Regions from separate parts of the Capsicum annuum genome. Here region 1 is linked to region 2. Evidence: chromatin contacts called from public Hi-C data. All regions are on one chromosome and are shown on one strand. The core of a region is the stretch at or near the end of the contact, and the rest is flanking DNA. Distances in the headings are between cores, read along the strand shown.

What was found. Hi-C and Micro-C count contacts between places; a contact is called where the count stands out from the background.
Region 1: a contact with region 2 is called in a Hi-C map of bud, with 4 times the contacts expected there. The contact joins the promoter of LOC124885115 here to the promoter of LOC107879659 in region 2. A contact is called at or near these places in 2 of 5 Hi-C or Micro-C datasets (bud and placenta).

What each region holds. Positions count from the first base shown.
Region 1 is chr1:135,338,887-135,341,586 of UCD10Xv1.1, reverse strand. It overlaps LOC124885115 (pentatricopeptide repeat-containing protein At1g56690, mitochondrial-like), which reads right to left and starts at 1,387. Exons shown (of 1, transcript XM_047407491.1): 1 at 1-1,387. The coding sequence starts at 1,387.
Region 2 is chr1:135,102,370-135,105,244 of UCD10Xv1.1, reverse strand. LOC107879659 (TVP38/TMEM64 family membrane protein slr0305) reads right to left here and starts at 1,335. Exons shown (of 7, transcript XM_047407460.1): 1 at 458-1,335. The coding sequence starts at 854. It overlaps LOC107856099 (protein PARTING DANCERS homolog), which reads left to right and starts at 2,169. Exons shown (of 8, transcript XM_047407448.1): 1 at 2,169-2,223. The coding sequence starts at 2,175.

The sequences.
Region 1 (2,700 bases), core at 138-2,637, 240 kb before region 2:
TAACCTCGTCTGCGGTAATACCTAAGGAACACATTTCTCTGAATATTTCAAGAGCTTCGTCTCCTAATCCATGTTGAGCATAACCTGTTATGATAGAATTCCACATGACCACATCTTTAGGAGAAAATCTATCAAATATTAATTTGGCCATGACAAAAGTACCGCATTTGATGTACATCGTGATTAATACAGAAGAGACATACACGTCATCATCACAGTCGGTTCTGATTAACTGTGCATGTACCTCTCTACCATAATTAAGACTTGCAAGACTAGCACAAATTGAAAGTATGCTTATCAACAAAGGGAAATTTGGCCTAAACCCTTCTACTTGCATTCGATGAAATAAATCCAGCGCCTCTAACTCATATCCTTTCCTTTCGTAAACCTTGATCATTGCACTCCATGTTGCATCATCTTTCTCCATCAAACGATCAAACACCATCCTAGCCTAAGCAACCTCTCCATTCTGTCCTACTCCAAATATTATGGCATTGCAAACAGGAGTTGTTCTAACAGGCATCAGCTCAAAAAGCTTCCACGCCTCTTCAAATCTACCATATTGCACATAACTTATCACAATTGCAGTCCATGATGTCTCATTCTTCTCAGGCATGAATTCAAAAAGTTTTCTAGCAATATCCAGGTTACCATTTTGGGCATATCCTGACACCATTGCAGTCCAAGAAACCACATTCTTTCGCGGCATTTCATCAAAGAGACCGCGAGCCTCATCCAACCCACCTAACATATTAGTCCTCACAACTATATCCTGACAATACCCACAAATCATATTAGTCCTCACAACTATATCCTTCAATGGCATCATATCATAAAGCCGTCTAGCCTCATCAATTCTCCTTTCTAGAATCAACCCACCTAACATCACAGTCCATGACACTACATTCTTTTCCGGCATTCGCCAAAACAATGCTTCCGCTTCCTCCACCAACCCCTCCTCAACATACCCTCTAACCATAGCAGTCCAAGAAATTACATTTCTTTCCGGCATTCTGTCAAACACCTTTCGTGCTTCCTTCACCATCTTATTCTTTACATAGCCTGAGATTAACCCATTCCAAAGAACAATGTTCCGTTCACTCATTTGATCAAAAAGACGCTGTGCTTCATGGGGTTGTTGATTTTGGAAATACCCAGCGATTATTGAGTTCCAAGAAGTTACAGTTCTGTTGGGCATTTCATCGAACACCTTCCGGGAATTCTGAATTTGGCCCAAACGAGCAAATTGAGAAATCTGAGAATTTGATGTAATGGTGTATTTGTGACAGTATTTCCGACATTGTTGAACAAAGAACAAGCGGTGCATCAATGAACCAAAGCTTTGTTGGATTCTTTGTGAGCAGAAAAGAAGTAGAAAATGTCGCATTAAGGAGTAGTACTCTAAGCATGCGAAGGTGGTACCCACTGGGAATTAAGGATGTCAGTAGAAGGAATGAAGTTTCTGGTGTTCTATTTTAGTCCCTATAAGTTTTATATTAAAGTTTATAGTTGGACATTTTGCTACATGATAATTTTCGATTTATATCATTTTAGTCCAATTGGTTTTGTTGGGGGGGGGAGGAAAGATGAGGAGGTGTGGGGTGGTATGACTAGTGCTCGTAACATGTCATTGAACCTCTCACTAACTAAAAATCAACGAATTTCGTCGGTGAGCAGCTGTCGTTGAATAAATTATCGCTCTTTCTACATCTATTGATTTGATATCTTCTAACATTTCGAGTTGAGAATTTTCCTCACATTCTTTTCATCTATGATTTCTTTCTTCAGGAACACTTATCAACAACGAGGAAGAAGCAACAATTTATCATGGCTCCTGGCCCAGATAGCATAGGGAGATCAGAGCAACATGAAACAAGTAGACAATATTTTATTTCTGAGTTGAGCTTTTATATTAAAATAAATTGACATAGCATTTTTTTTATCGTATTGGAATAAATTATCATGTGGCTTCACAACTTATACCATTTTTGACTCACCTTCTGTACCGATCAATATTAAAATACAGTGAGCAACAAAATTTTATTCCCTAATTCAAAGTAAAATCTTTTAATAGTTTATATATATATATATATATATTATCCACTACTTAGTGTGAATTATATTAAGATAACGATCGAACTTTGTTTATGTATAAATTATAATCAACACAGAAAGGTTCCAAGATAGGAATTTGAATGTTTATTAAAGAAGAAGAAGATATAATAAGATTTCCTTATCAAACTTCACATGATATATAATATCGAAATTTCGATATATCGCTAGGTTTTTTTCTAGGTCAATTTATGATAAGGTGGGTAAGAAAAAAGAAGTTTTACCGTGGATATTTAGCCATATAAAATATTCATATTTTTTCATAATAATTGTTTACTTTATTTGAATATCAGTTTATAATGGAAGTTTTAAATTCAACTTGAAGTTGTATTTTGAATTTGGAAACATGTTATTGGTTATTTTTCAACCCACTTTTTACTTTTGAAGTGTATTCAAAATACATTCAAGCATGAATACCGTCCCAAATATTCTTTTCAAAATAAAATTTCATCTTCAACTCTAACTTCATAAATTTTTCTAACAAGTGAAGAATATGCTTAAATACCATCTCGAATATTCTCTTAAAAATTAAAGTCCATCTTCTACTCCAATTTCAACTTCATAAATTTTTGAAATAATACATTAAAA
Region 2 (2,875 bases), core at 86-2,585:
GTTTAGTCCGTTAAAAAAAGAATGCCTCTTTTTTCCCTTTTGGCAACTCTTTAGTTTCAAATTTCCACGTGGCATGTTTAAGACCACAAAAATAAGGCATTCCAATATAGTCGACACATTTTTAACTTAGACCACGAGATTCAAAAGTCTTGTTTACTTTCTTAAACTCTGTATCAAGTCAAACCACACAATCAATTTGAAACGGAGGGAGTATATATATTATGTTACCACTAGCATTACAAGTTCATGTAGCCTACCTAGAATCCAAATTCCAATGTAAACAATAGCTGGTAATAGTTCAGGTACGAACTCAAAAATAGGGAATATGCTTCTCACCATTGACTCTTTGAGTAAAGCATCAACCATTAGAGCTATCTAGATATACTTTAAATAACCACTAACATTACAAGCTTATGCAGTTTACTTATAATCCAAATTGAAATGTAATTGAGATTACCTTCAATAAAGACAGAGAAGTGATTCAAGAAAGCATTGATCTGGTCCTTGTAAATGTACCCCACAGTACCAAATCCCCCAACGACACCGACAATCAAAAGGCCAGCCAAAATGGTACCTTTAATAGCATCATTACCAGTATCTCCTGACCCACTGTCACTCTCATCATCATTTTTAAGCAGCCTCCTTAAACTCTGAGGTGTTTTGTTTGGTGTCTTCAAAAGGGTCTGCTGTTTCTTGGTTTCCCTCAAGGAAGAACATGGTTTCAAGAAATGAAATCTTTTGGGTTTGAAACTATACAAGAATGAATTAACAGGTGAATTTGAAAGGCAAAAATGAATCTTGGAAGGAAAAAGGGTAACACATGGAGGTGTTCTGCTCAAATAAATGGTGGGCATTTCAAACAGACTGGAAACTTAGCTTACTTTTCTTCCAATTTGTTCTTGTGTTCTAAGGTTGTTTTGAGTTCATTCAAAGTGTGTTGTTGTGTGTAGTGAAATTTGTGTTGGGTGTTATATACGAGAGAATGGAATTTTGTAGAATCTAAACAAGATTTGTGATGTGGGGATGAATAAAATTTGAGTTTTGGCGATTCAATGAAATCTGTGCTTCTTGTTGAAACACGTGTAACTTCTTTTTCTTTTTTCCTCATAGTTTTCTCTCAGATTTTATTTTTAGCCAACGAAATTCACTAAAATTCTCATTATAAATTACTTCAGACTATAAGGATCTAGATTACTTTATATTTTTTTTTTAGAAAATTATATTGATGACTTAACTTCGTGATTTTTTAATTGGTGATAATAACTTTATCATTCATTAAGACAACTTTCACTCTTTTAGCTTAATTGATATGCTAAATTTTGTGAGGGAAAGAGTAAAAGGAAAAAGTATTGAGTTATCCTTTACTTTGTGAGAAGAGAAGAATAAGAATGGAAATCTTTTGATTGGATGATAAATTTTATTAAAAAAAAAAAAAAGAAGAGTATGTCTTTTTTTGCTTTTAAACAATATGTCAAATGTGTATAAGAATGAAAATCTTTTGATTGGATAATAATTATTTTAAAAAAAAAAAACGTCAAATTTATTTCTTAAAACTTCATATTTGTTATCAATTAAATTTGAACAGAAACAAACTAGAACAAGTGTACAAATAGTTGATTTGAGGGCCGCTATTTAAATCATAGCTAAATATATAAACTTTTATAAGTTTAATTGTTTAAAAATCAAACTTGAGGAATTGAAGGTAAAAAAAATATGTCTCAAGCATGTAAAACTCTTTTCACTTATGACATTGATCTATTTCATTATCTAAAATTAGTTTGTTTGTAATTTTTTTTTTCACTCATGATATCTTCATGGTATCTCAATTTGATTTATACTTTTTTAGCATAACATTAGTTTAAATTAAAAAAATTATACGTAGATTTACAATAGAATATCAAAAATAGTGAGAATAAAAAGTGTATTACATGAGTTCATCGCATATTAGTCGGTGTCATAGAATAGAATTTCTATTGATAGCAAAGCTTTCATGAAAAGTTTCTCAATCGGCTACAAGTTAAATAATTTGGAAACTGGTTAGTGGGTGCAATTGCTATCACAAAAACTGATCCATCACTTTATTGGTCTGGGCCAGACCAAATTTCAGCCCAGCCCAACTCACTCGTAACTATATATAGACCAGCTACTCATTTGCGCATCTGGAAAGAGCAGTGATGAGTCGAGGATTCAAAAATTCGGCGCCATTTTCAAATACAAATTCATGTATTCTCTCAATTTCTCCTTTTTTGCCCATCTTTTTAATTTTGATTTTACAATGATTTGAAGTGATTTTCTGAACAATGATAACTGAATTTGTGTTACGGCGATTTTTTTTTTTTTATAAATCTCTGTTCTCTGTTTATTTTGCTTTGTGAAGGCAGTAAGTCTGTGATTCAGTTAATTCTGAATTTTTTGTATTTGATTTAGCTTATCGAAGTAGAATTTGGATTATTGACATTATTTTCATGTTTTTTTGGTCAATCTGTTCGATTTTTTATAGTACTAAGTCTGTGATTTACTTAGCTCTGCATTTTTGGAATTTGATTTCATGTATTCCAAGTAGAATTCTGAGTATTAATTTTATTTTCATGTATTTTTTTGGTCGATCAGTTTGATTTTTGAAGGAAATAATTCTGTGTTTTTTACTTAGCTCCGAATTTTCTATCAATCGGGTTGATTTTTGAAGGCAATGAGTATGTGATTCACTTAATTCTGAATTTTTGGAATATGATCTGACGTATTCGAAGTAGAATTCTGAGAATTAACTTTATTTCACTTTTGTTTTTTTAATCAATCCGTTAGAATAATCTAAAATACATTTCAAAACATGAAATTTTATACTTCCTGCTATAAAAATCTCGGAAATGACATATAA